Regions from separate parts of the Zea mays genome. Here region 2 is linked to region 1. The links are chromatin contacts, called in public Hi-C maps. All regions are on one chromosome and are shown on one strand. Each heading gives the region's core, a stretch centred on a gene start, on an enhancer-like site or on the middle of the called end of the contact. The rest is flanking DNA. Distances are from core to core; before and after follow the strand shown. Region 1 overlaps LOC103632264 (putative pentatricopeptide repeat-containing protein At3g23330). Region 2 has its middle 58 kb from the start of LOC100281459.

Region 1 (6,497 bases), core at 1,392-3,891:
GAGCGTTGATGCCCTTTTGACAGGATTGTCTAGGGCGGTTGGATGTGTATCGGATGGGAGTGATTGGATCGGGATATTTTAAAATCATGACCATCGATCTTCGATCCTACGGTCGTGATCGCATGCCGATTCGGGATTGTTTGCATCTAATCTCAGCCGTGAGCTTTGAATCCAATGGCCCGAGCATAATGATACCCCTTCGGCCACACAATCTTGCTAAAGAGTCCATGTAAATTATATTATTTAACTCGTCGTCCACCTCAGTTAAAAAACATAAGAATTAGGTCCATATCATTTCAGTTAGATCCTTGGCCTTTTAAAAATTGTATCGGCAGTCTAAAGAAAATATGATAATTATAAAGTAATTCTGAAATTGATTTTTAAGTATAAAATAAATCCAGGAATCTTAGAAAAAATGTATCTTCCTCGTTTTAACTCTGTTTTTAGTGGTTCTCAAACCTACAGTTTCATCTAAACGCATAGAATATTCTTACGCAGTTTGTTTTTATGTTTGATGCAATGTTATATTTAAGTATGGTTTGCTAATCTATAGGTTTTGCTACGAATAGAATCGAGGATACGAGGCACCTGGATCTCAAGTATCTAGAATCGCAAGAAAAAGGCAAGTTGTGTCCTTGATCACTTTCTTTAACCTAATAATGTTCTCGATAATCATCGTGACATGCTTAGGTTAACTTGATGGGACCTAATAGGTTACCCTAGTTCTGTTTATCCTACACCTTACAAACAAATGAACTATTGGGTAGTCTTGCTATTGCTCTGCCTAGTTTTTGAGATTAATATTATATCTAAATTATGATCATGCTATATCATTATTGTTGGATTATTTATTATTCATGATAAGATTATTGTGTTAATTGGAACATGGAGCTTAACCTAAGATAACAGTGCTACCACAAGGGTGGAATGGGACACTCTTGGCTAACTAATTAGGAAAGCTAATGGAGGACTATCTTACCAAAAGGGGCAACCACAGTGTCAGGAGCTGCCAGTATATGGAGATTTTTGGATCAATCATGTTGTGATGGCTTTTTAGATGAGGGATTTCTATGTCGCCCCCTTCTCCAAGAAACTGTAGCGAGTTTTCTGAAACTAGTGGAACATTGTAAAGGCCTCGTAGTGGGACCCTACCTCATCTCCTCGGTAGAGATGAATGAGAAGTTGTGATCCCTTGGCAAATGGGTAACACGACTTCTAGATAAAGGGTACAACCTCTGCATAGTGTAAAACTATTATATCAACCCTGCTCACGGTCAAGAGCGACTCAAGACTCTCGCATGATTAATTTATGGAATTAAATTTAATCTATCATTTTATTGCATTGTGGGATTTATTATTAATTGTGATCTCTTATTTAATTGGGATGATATCTACTTATACTTAATAAATGCTAATAAAATTTCGAACAACTTTAAATATGATGCTCAGCCTTAACCATTTTTCTTGGTAAGCGTTACACATGAGCCTTCACCATAAGTGAGCTCATGCACATTATTCCCCACAACTTGTTGAGCGATGAATGTATGTGAGCCACTCTTGCTAAACGAACACCAGGTCAAGAACAGGTACCGCAAGATGAGGAGCATGAAGGACGTTACGATGAGTTCGAAGATGTATATGTCATCGTCTCCCAGTTAACTATGGTTGCGGAGTATCGTTGTCGTCATATGATGTAATTATTTAGCTATTTTGTATAGAACTCCTATTATGTAATAAAAATATGACATTGATTTCTGTATCATGAGTAATCATATGTGTGAGACTTAATTCTAGCACACATTTGAGACGCGTCGGGGTTTGCCCTTAAATCTAGGTGTGATAGTGTTTTGAAAACCATTCCCTTGCCTCAAACTATGAAGATGTGGATGTTTGCTACATGCCAAAAGGGCGAACAGAAGGACGTGGAAAGAGCATTTGAGGTCCTCAAGGCTCGCTTCCATATCCTCCTAGCCCATATTTTTCTTTTTCTTATAAAATACTTAGTGTGGTCATTTTTGCATGTATCATTCTGGAGAATGATTATTAAGAATGAACATGGAGAATCATACGATATGGATGACTATGATATAGTCAAATTCTTTGTTGCATCACCAACCATCACCCTAAGCAACAACGACAGTCAATCGTGAGACATTAATCCATACTAGATTGATGCATGATCAGCTTTAAAATAATTTAATAGAGCATATCTAGAGTCTGCACAAAGAAATTTTATTTTATTTTTATGAACTATATAGTTTTAATTTTTTTTTCAAGTAATGTAATTTTTAATTGGTTTTATGAATAATGTATTTTTTTCAAATAATATAATTTTTATTTGTTTTTATGTATTATGTGATTTTTGTTTTCTTAAATATTTATTTTTGATGAATGTTTTGTAATAGAATATTATGTTTTATTTCAGACATAAGTATGCAAAAGAAAAGGTTGATATAACGTTAAAGTGACTGTGAATGTAATAGTACGGTACATAAGAATTACGATGAGTAATCGATAATGGATCTGTCCTACGGTAACAGGCACCAGATCCAGCCTCATCGTCTTGGCGCGCCTAGTACAGTACAAACATATAACAAGAACCCATACGGGCGTGTGCGTGCTGCCACACGCGTACGGACAGCAGCTGGCAGGACGGGCAATGATGAGGGGCGGAAGAACGGAGCTCCCTCGCTGCCATCCGTCCCACCCCCGAGAGCCCAGCGACCCATCTTGCTGGCGGCGACAGCGACCGCCAGAAAACCCGATCCGTCCAGTCGCGCGGGTCACGGCGGGGGAATCACAAATACGAATCGTCCTGGCCCCGGCGCCCCGCGTCGCGCTCAGCACCAGGTCGGGAGAGCGACGGCGCCGACGCCCGCCCGCGCCAGCTCACACTGCGCGTGCCACATCAGCCTTCCCCTCTTCACCCCTTCTGACGAGAGAGCGCCGGAGGAAGGACAAGCGCGCGCCGCCAGCCAGCCAACCCAGGACCAGCCAGCGCTCGCAAGAGAAGAGAAAACATGCATATGTGCGCTCCACCGGTGGTCGTCGGTCGTCCGGACGACGAGGCCGGCAGCACAGCGCCACAGGCACGGGCACGGGCCGTGCGTCCATCCGGACGTCCGGATGCTTGATTGGCTGTGAGGGAGCGTACCTTCGCATCCAACAGTGACAGTGGATCCCATCCACGTGAGATCTTCATGGGCGCGAAGGGGGAGCCGCTTAATGGCGCGAGGTACAACAAGTCTCCATGATTGGCTGGTTATCAGTGCCCTGTCAAGTCCCACATCACCATTACTTCGCCGAGAGCAACGGGGGGGGGGGGGGGGGGGGGGGGGGGGGGGGGGGGGGGGGGGGGGGGAGACCACCACATGGCAGGATGGACCGAACTGTAATGTAAGCACCAGCAGCAGATGTACTGTACTACCTGTAGCTGACGGTACAGTGTAAAACATGAGATTCTTCATTGACAACTACTACCAACAGGTTGTAGGAAAAAGAAAAGAAATGAGAGACCCATCGCAAATTTAAACAGCAAACCGCGTACCTGATGATGCAGTGATGCGCATGTAACACAGGAGACCCATCTTGCCCGCTGCTCAAGAGTTACCTGTTCAAGACGAGCAGATTCCGCAGCAGTCGACGTTAAGCGCGATCTTTGCCAGAACTGAAGCCGGAATGCACAACGCAGCAGCGAATGACACTGTGCGTCCTGGATGTACAGTTATGCGCGGTGCGGTTGGGCCTTTCCAATCATATATTGAATGGCTAATCATCCTGCCATTAACATGCCTGCCGCCACCTTTTAAATCGAGGGAACAGCCTACAAAGGAGATCTAGCAGACCCTACACTACACAAAGCATGCTAAGTCCGGGGAGCAATTATGACATACCACCAAACAATGATCCCCGACGAAAGGCTAGCAGATCGCCTCAAGCCGTTCCAGTCAGGAGCTTGCTTAAATCTGAGATGACACTCTTCTGCACGCCTGTGATCGCGAGGACCGAACCAACAACATGGGAGCCGGCCGGGCGCGCAGTACTCGCAACCATGAACCATCACGAGATCTCAATCCGCGAGTCATGATATTCTGGAAAGGGTCACAGGAGCAAACCTGCTGTCACCTCTGAAAGCGAACGAGCCTGCTCATCCAATAAGGAAAGGGCTGATGGAACCAGATGGCGTGGCGAGGCTGTTCATGGCCAGAACCAGAGCAAGATACCGACTGGAATAAATTCCCTCCAAACATAACATGGTGATCTGACTTGTTGTTTCCACTAACATGGTGATCTGACTTGTTGTTTCCACTTCCGTCATCTGTCTGCCCATTGAATCTCCCTGAAATTATAGCCAGACATGTCCGAGAGAACATTGTTATGGGAATCAAAAGAACTTATCAATGGGATGGTAAGATAAAAAAAAAATGTCAACCCGTGATGCCATAGCATTGCAGGACACATAGTATGTGAAGGCTAGCAGCTCTAGCGTCAATAAAAAAAAGTAGGTGTTGCATTGTTTTCCTTCCTGGAGCAAACGGAATAAGGAAAGCTGGCAAAACAGAACCATGTTCTTCAAATGATTACTAATTGATGTCCTCTGAAAATGACACAGCTAAAGATTGTTGCAAAATGCTAAAATATAAAAGTTTTTACCTCTATACAACAACAACAACAATAGTCTTTTGGTCTCAAACAAATTAGGATAGGCCAGAGTTAAAACCTAACAAAAACCAAATCAAGGATCAGACACGTAGAAGCTGTTTTCCATACATTTCTATTAGAAACTAAATATTTGTGTATATTCAATTTTTACTGTTTTTATATCAATTTCGGAATTTTACTATAGTACCTTGGGATCTCACTAAGCATTGGTGCCTCTAGACATGCCTCTATATTATATGTCCAAATCATCTAAACTGGTGTTGGACAAAATTTTCTTCAATCGATGCTACTTTTATCCTATCACGTATGTCATTCTTCCATACTTGACCCCTTCTTGTACGGCCAAAAATCCAATACAGTATATGCATTTCCACAACATTTTGCACCATACAAAATAGCAAGTCTAATGATCATCCTATAAACATGTTTTTTTAGATATTATGGTACCCTCCAGTCACATAGAACACCAGATGTTTGACGCTACACATCCACCCTGCTTTGATTCTATTGCTAACATCATTATCAATATTCTCTTCTCTTTATCGCATTGATCCTAAACCTCGATAGATAACCTTTCTTGACACTACTTAACCTTCCAAACTAACATATTTGTCCTCATGTGTAGTAGTAACCAAGTCATACCTTATATATCCGGATTTAGTTCTACTAAGCCTTAAACCTTTGAACTATAGTCTCCTGTTATAACTCTAGTTTCATATTTAACCATTCCCAACTTTCGTCAACTAGCACTAAATCATCCGTAAAAAGCATATGTCAAGGGATATCCCCTTTATGTTTCTAGAGACCTCATCTGTCACACCTAGTTTTAAGCATAAAACTGAATGTCCACTATGCATGTAATCAAATCGAGAAAAACATGTATAGCGACATTATATAGTGGATTATATCAAAACACGGTGCTTTATTAATAACGAACAAAGTATTTATTACAACGCTGATACGGTGTATTAATCCACCAGCAAACCCTCCACAGTTGACTGGTTGATCGCAGACCTAAAACTCATCATAGTCATAGAACTCTTGGATCCAGAACACATGTTCCCCTCCATCTGAATAATATATATATATATATAGGATGAGGTGGAATTGCAAGAGTGGGTACTTATCAGCGGGCTATCCAGACGTGCTTAGCTGACCACTAAGGCAAACATGTGGAGGCCTATGTCGACGACGTTGTGATCAAGACGACGGACTCGGAGAACTTCATCGACGATCTACAGCAAGTCTTCAACAGCTTGAAGCGCTACCGCTGGTAGCTTAACTCGGACAAATATGTGTTCAGAGTACTAGCGGGGAAGCTGCTAGGTCTTATCGTCAGTCACTGGGGGATTGAGGCGAACCCTGAGAAGATCGACGCTATCCTATGGATGGAGCCTCCAACATCACAGAAGAAGGTCCAAAAGTTGATAGGCTACATGGCAGCCCTGAGTCGTTTCATCTCACGACTCCGCGAAAGGGGCATGCCATTATATAAGCTACTCAAGAAGGTGGACAGATTTCAGTGGACTCTAGAGGCACAGTAAGCATTTGAAGCACTCAAGAACTTTCTGACGACTCCCCCAGTCCTCAAGCCATCCAACCAAGCAACTGCAGATCAGTCGTCCAAGGATTTGTTGTTGTACATTTCGTGCACAACTCAAGTGGTGAGCATGGCCCTAGTGGTCGAGTGAAAAGAAAAGGGACATGTGCAGGCGACTTAGTACCTGGTCTACTTCATCAGCGAAGTCTTGGGGCCGTCCATGATCAGTTATCCTCAAGTTCAGAAGTTGCTCTACGCAGTCCTCCTCACTTCACGCAAGTTGCGTGATTGCGTC
Region 2 (6,135 bases), core at 3,146-5,645, 200 kb before region 1:
AGCGTCGTCGCCATCCTGCTGCGCCGCATCGACAGTGCCCTGCTGCTGGACGTTGTCGTCCTGCTATGTCTCCTCCGCCATCCTGCGGGTGCTCCTCCTCCCCTCCTCGACCTCATCCCACCACCCACCATCTTTGTCCAGCAACTTGCAATTAAGATTAAGAAAATAAGCACATTAAAAAAGATGTATTTAGAAATAGGTACTATTGGAGGTCTTCTTTCCCACCGAAGGTCCTCAAGGCAAAAACACCTTCGGCAAAATACTTCAAACGTATATGCGACATGAAGATACAACCTGAAGATGATGCGAACAGAAGCCGAAGCTATGACTGAAGGAGCTTCGTCTTAGTATTATGAAGGCGAAGGACGATACTGACTTAAGGAGGAAAAGACTATCTAGCCCTTAATAGTTCGCATTATGATTACAATTAGTTATCATGGACACAAATGTAATTTTTTCTGAGTTGCATCCCATGCCTATAAATAGATGAACAGTACCACAGTACTGTTCACGCTGGATGGTAATCGCTCTTGCGTCATTCCCGCATCTTCACCTTCTGGCAAGCCAAAGGTATCACTGTAATATAAATATTATTGACGTTTATTTATGTTTATGAAATGAGAATATAAATAATTTACTGATTCATAATCATTATTTATATTCTTTTGTATTTCATGTACCCTTATTTATATTTGTCCACTGAGATGATGAAGGTATGCCCTTCATGACCTTCGTCTGGAGATCATTATATCCAAAAGGAGATAATGCTTCGAAAGACGAAGGTCTTTAATTATTGACAATTGTGTTATCTTGTTCTTAATGTATAGCATTTGAGAACAAGGACTAACAGGTGCGAAATAAAAAAATATATCATTACATCGATTAAAAATAATCTTCGCATGAGTCTGGGTTAGCCATATCATAAGTCTCATCATCACTATCAATCATTTCATAGTCAACACCATCTGAAGGCACAAGTTCGTCATTAATGTCATTGCCTTCAAGTATTTCTGAGTCATTCTCATTTTGCACCTCATCATCCTCCTCATCAACAACCATTTCAATATCTACTTCCATTCCGATAGCTTCGGTTAAGTCTATCTCAAATCATCCTTCCAGCCCATTTTCTTGGAAGAACTTTCTATCATATGTGTCTGGGTCTAAGTTATAATCTTCATCATTTGGAACAGGTAATTTACCGTGCAATGATACCTTATACACAACATACCAACCCTTAAGATGTTCTTTCGTTTGGCACGCATATGGGAGATAATACACTTGTGTGGCCTATTGGGCCACAGTATAGACATCGTCTCTTAGTATGGTGGAATCTTGCTGAATTTCGACTATCCTAAGATTAGAATGTGCCCGTCTCGTCACTTGATGGTCAAACCAATGACATTTAAATATCACTGGAGTAAGATGTTTGGAACCATGAAAATTGAGTTCATATTTTTCTTCGATTCGTCCAAAATAATAAATCTCATCAATGCCGGGCGTAAAGACTCCAGAACACGTTGTTTTTCGATTGGGTCGACTTTGGTCGTAGCTTGTTGTGCGAAAACAGTATCCATTGACGTCATACCCAGAATATTTGCTGACCCTATAAGCAAAGCCATTGGCTACTTGTCTCAACTCGGCACTCATAGACGGATCTCTTTGGCCCGGCAAGTATTCACAAGTTAAAAGACACTAAATTGAGTTCATAGATAGATCTATTTAACAAACTAAGCACGTACCTTATGTTTGAACCAGGCAATGAAATCGGGCAATCCATTTCCCGCACCCTTTCTAAGAAGGGTATCATATTCCTGTGGAGTTGGGTCCCTTGATCGACGCCAGGATTCATGAAGAAATTGTTCCATGTATGGAGTCATCTCTTCAAGGTTGGTCAATACATATAGCATGATATGACACCACTCTTCATGTCGCAGGGTCTTGGTGGTCGAACCACTTGCGCTTCCGAGTTGGCCTCAAAATATGTTGAGGTTTGATTCATTGCCGCCATCATTGTAACGAGGAGGTGGACTATGCATGCTCAGCAGTTGTTGCCATAATAAGTTGTTGTGAAGTTTAACACCTCCTCTAGAATGTATGTTTCTGCAATGGAAGCCTCGATTTTGCATTTATTTCTACATTTCTTTGGAATAGTCTTTAGACATCTCTCGATTGGATAGCACCAACGTCCCTGCACGGGCCCCCATACGTGCCTCATATGGGAGATGAAGAATTAAATGCTGCATTAGATTGAAGAAGCCAGGTGGAAATATCTTCTCAAACTTACACAGTAACACAGGTGTCAATCTTTCCAAGTCTGCAATTACGATCCGAGATAACTCTTTTGCACAAAGCTGGCAGAAGAAATAGCTCAACTCTATAAGCGCTAGCTAGACATGCTCAGGGACATAGCCTCAAACGATCGCAGGAAGAATCCGTTCAATCCATATGTGGAAATCATGACTCTTCATCCCTAAGACTCGCAGAGTAGATAAGTTCACCCCATACTCAAGTTAGTTGCATACCAATCAGGGAACATCAACATCTTGATCCACTGAAGTACTTCCTTCCTCTGGGACCTACTTAGGACGAAATTGGCCTTAGGCCTTCTCCATGTCTTTCCACCACTAGGCGGCTTCATCTCTTGGTTTGTCTATCACATAACGCTGCCAGATCCACTCTTGCCTTTATGTTATCCTTTGACTTATCAGGAATGTCCATAATTGTTGCCCAAAGTGCCTCGGCAACATTCTTTTTAGTGTGCATCACGTCAATGCTGTGTGGAAGGAGCAGGTCATAATAGGGGAGCCAAGTCAAGCCTGACTTACTTGTCCACATATGCTGCTCACCATAACCCACAAAACCACCTTTTGGATTGGCCACGATCCCATCTATCTGTTGACCAATTTTGGCACCAGTCATCATTGCAGGTGGGCGGTCTGTCACTACAACACCTTTCGTAAAGTTCTTGTTGTCTTGGCGGAATGGATGGTCAGGAGGGAGAAATTGTCGATGTTTATTGAACGGCGAATATTTGCTAGCATTCTTCAACCAAATGAATCTAAGAGCTTCCTTGCAATTTGGGCATGGGAACTTACCATGAACACACCTGGCGTAGAATAGCCCATACGCCGGTAAGTCATGCATGGAGTACTGGTACCAAACATGCATTTTGAAGTTTTTCTTTGTAGCTCGGTCATACGTCCGTACCCCTTCCTCCCAAGCACGTATCAATTCATCAATCAAAGGCTCCATGTATAGGCCCATTTTATTCCCCGGTTGTCCGACAATTTTCAACGACACGAATATGTTCTACCTTTGAAAGCATACACCGAGGGGGAGAGAATGATTGGGATAACAAACACGGGCAAACATGTGAAATCATAGAACTTCATTGTAGACCGCCTTGGTTTCTACACAGAGTACATGATAACTTTCACGAAATGTTTTCAATTTTTTATCACAACTTTTACATATGATATCATGACATGTGGACAAGTTTCATGATTTTCTGACCTTATTTGTGTTTTATACAATTTTAAACAACTGTATGGCAAGTTCACGGTCATGTTTCGTAAGCATGGTGCTCAAAAATTCCGGTATGATCCTAAATCTGCCGTAACTTGTGCTAAATAACATGAATATTATTTTGCATGCATGATTTGCCATGTTTCGAGTCACTTGCAGTTCAAATCTGAATTATCCGAGGAAATTCAATTAAACGAACAAAATCTAATAGTTATATCAAACACTTTTATAATTGTGTCAAAATGAAACATGTAGGTCTACATAGTGTAGGAACAAACCACAAAAAGTTTTGTTGGAAAAAGAAAAACAAATAAAAATATATTTTGCCTAGTGTCCAAGGATGGCACTCGACAAAGAATATTTTTCCGAGTGCCAGACTTGGGACACTCGGCAAAGTACCTTTTTTGCCAAGTGTCTACACTTGACGCTCGACAAAGATAACGACTGTCAGCTATAGACGACTGCTGATGGCCCTTTGCCGAGCGTCGTTGTTCGCCGAGTGATTGACACTCGGCAAAGAGATCTTTGCCGATTGTTTTCGTGTGCCGAGAGTCCTGCTATCGATAAATGTGGTCGTTACCGAGAGAAGTACTCTGCCGAGTGAGTCACTCGACAAAGACTTATTTGTCGAATTTCTGATAAAAATCAATTAGCAAAGTGCTAAGCACTCGGCAAAGAGCCAGATTTTAGTAGCTGTGGTTGCATCGATGTCCTCGACAGTGCAATGCATGGGACGACCGATGACATCGACCGCACCGTCCTCCTGGAGCTAGAGCTCGCCGCAACGTAGGACATAATGAAAGGGGTGCCAGCGCACGGTGGCGACGCTCTATTGCACACGGGCTCGCCGCATGAGCGCGCATGCGTGGGTGTCCAACGCGGCAGCACGTAGAGGCGGCACTCAACGCGTGGGGCCGGGCCCAGCCGGGGGTGCCCGGCCGTGGCGGCGGCTAGCTGCACGAAGATAAGATGCGGTCCCGTGAGGGTGGTGCTCGACGTCAGTCGACTGGGGTTGAGAAAGAGATCCACTTGAGTAACGAGAGAGCAAATGTTCACCATCAATCTCATCCTTCGGATTTGATTAAATCAATAAGAAATATGAACGGAGTTCAGATTCAAATAACCGATTCTTTTATGTGTTTGGACGTATTGGAGGGGTATGGAATTGAACTGAGTTCAATACAAATCAATCATGATATTGAAATAAAATATAATTCCAATTCTATTGTTTTGAGTGTCACTAGATTTGGAGTTTGAAACAATGCGGTGTAATTCCACGTAATACAGAGTGGTGATGCTCTGTATTGGGAGTGAGAATTACTAGTTATACTCTAATTCCAGAGAATTGGGTCTCCACTCCCAAATATTAATTCTATGTGCCACCAAACAATACAATTTTGGAGAACTGTTCAATATCTACATCTAAATGGGTTGTGGTATTCGGCAAACACACGGAATACCCATGTTAATCAGTTAATTTAATCAAAAGAACGGTGTCCACCACAACAACTTCTCCTATTATTAATTGAAATATAGGTGCCAAAGTTTTTTTAAGCAAACTTTGAGGGTAAATTAAATCTCCAGAGGTAAATTTGAGCATACAGGTTGATCACAGTAACTTAAATACTTTCTCTATTTATCAATATATGACATTGTTTACTTTTTTTAAAAAAAATACTCGTCTTATTAAAAAAAGTTATTATTTATTTTGTTGTGATTTGTTTTATCATTTAAGGTAATTTATAGTTGTTTTAAAATTTTATATTTTTAAATAAATATTTTGAACAAAACGAGTGGTCAGAGTTTTCGAAAAAATCAACAATCATATATTTGTGAACGGATTACTTGATAAGCGGCCCGAGCTACGGTCAGCCATTTTTGTGACGACCGACGACGGGCACGGTTGGACGTAAGCTGCTGGCATGCCTAAGCATGTGCAAAATAAGTCCTATTTCGATATGTCGTATTTTGTACGTGCACTAAACGTGTGCGAAATTGTTGAGTCTGTAACAGCAGGCCCGGGCGGCCACTGTCCAGAGCAAGGGAGGCGGCATGCTCCCTATCACGGGCATTATGGCAGTAGATCCTTGCAGGAAAGCGATCTGTCCGGATCGGAGAGGCGCTCCTCCCTCCCATCTCGAGCTTGGCGTGTCATTTTCTTTTCAGTGGCCAATGGAAGGATCGCCGATTCTAGCGTCCTTTTCTGTAACGTCGACGCCTTACTCCTTAGCTGTGGCAATTCAATTCGGCGACTCCAGTCCGGTTTAGCGCCCGGCCAGTACCTGCTATGTCGATCGCACCATCATATGCTGGACTAAATAGGTTGGCCCATTTAAGCCAATTAATAGTATTACATGATCCACAACAATGCTAAGGAGCTAATACATTAATCTTACATTGGTAGTTGAAAAAGACTTTGACTACTTAAACGAGTGTACATCTGTTGTGAAGTAGAAAAAAAAAAGACTAATATGCTATATGCACTTGTTTGTTCACTTGTTCTCAATTACTGTGAATCAAGAGCAATACAACATATTTGTGATATGTTAAATATTTTCGTCCTTCGAAGCATTATTCTCTCCTGGGCATGATGGATAATAACAACATTAC

The links. Hi-C and Micro-C count contacts between places; a contact is called where the count stands out from the background.
Region 2: a Hi-C map of ear shows a contact between it and region 1, with 2.1 times the contacts expected there. The contact joins two enhancer-like sites. A contact is called at or near these places in 2 of 25 Hi-C or Micro-C datasets (ear and leaf).

The regions. Positions count from the first base shown.
Region 1 is chr7:39,687,560-39,694,056 of Zm-B73-REFERENCE-NAM-5.0, reverse strand. LOC103632264 (putative pentatricopeptide repeat-containing protein At3g23330) reads right to left here. Exons shown (of 4, transcript XM_008654078.4): 2 at 3,548-4,339; 3 at 3,366-3,427; 4 at 2,433-3,273. Among protein-coding and RNA genes, the nearest start is that of LOC103632266, 41 kb to the right of the region's middle. Within about 2 kb of position 2,641, at least 19 of the 20 cell types and tissues checked have an H3K27ac peak or open chromatin away from gene starts, as enhancers often do. A contact at or near this core is called in ear and leaf, where this site is marked.
Region 2 is chr7:39,889,246-39,895,380 of Zm-B73-REFERENCE-NAM-5.0, reverse strand. No RefSeq gene overlaps it. Among protein-coding and RNA genes, the nearest start is that of LOC100281459, 58 kb to the left of the region's middle. Within about 2 kb of position 4,395, at least 13 of the 20 cell types and tissues checked have an H3K27ac peak or open chromatin away from gene starts, as enhancers often do. A contact at or near this core is called in ear and leaf, where this site is marked.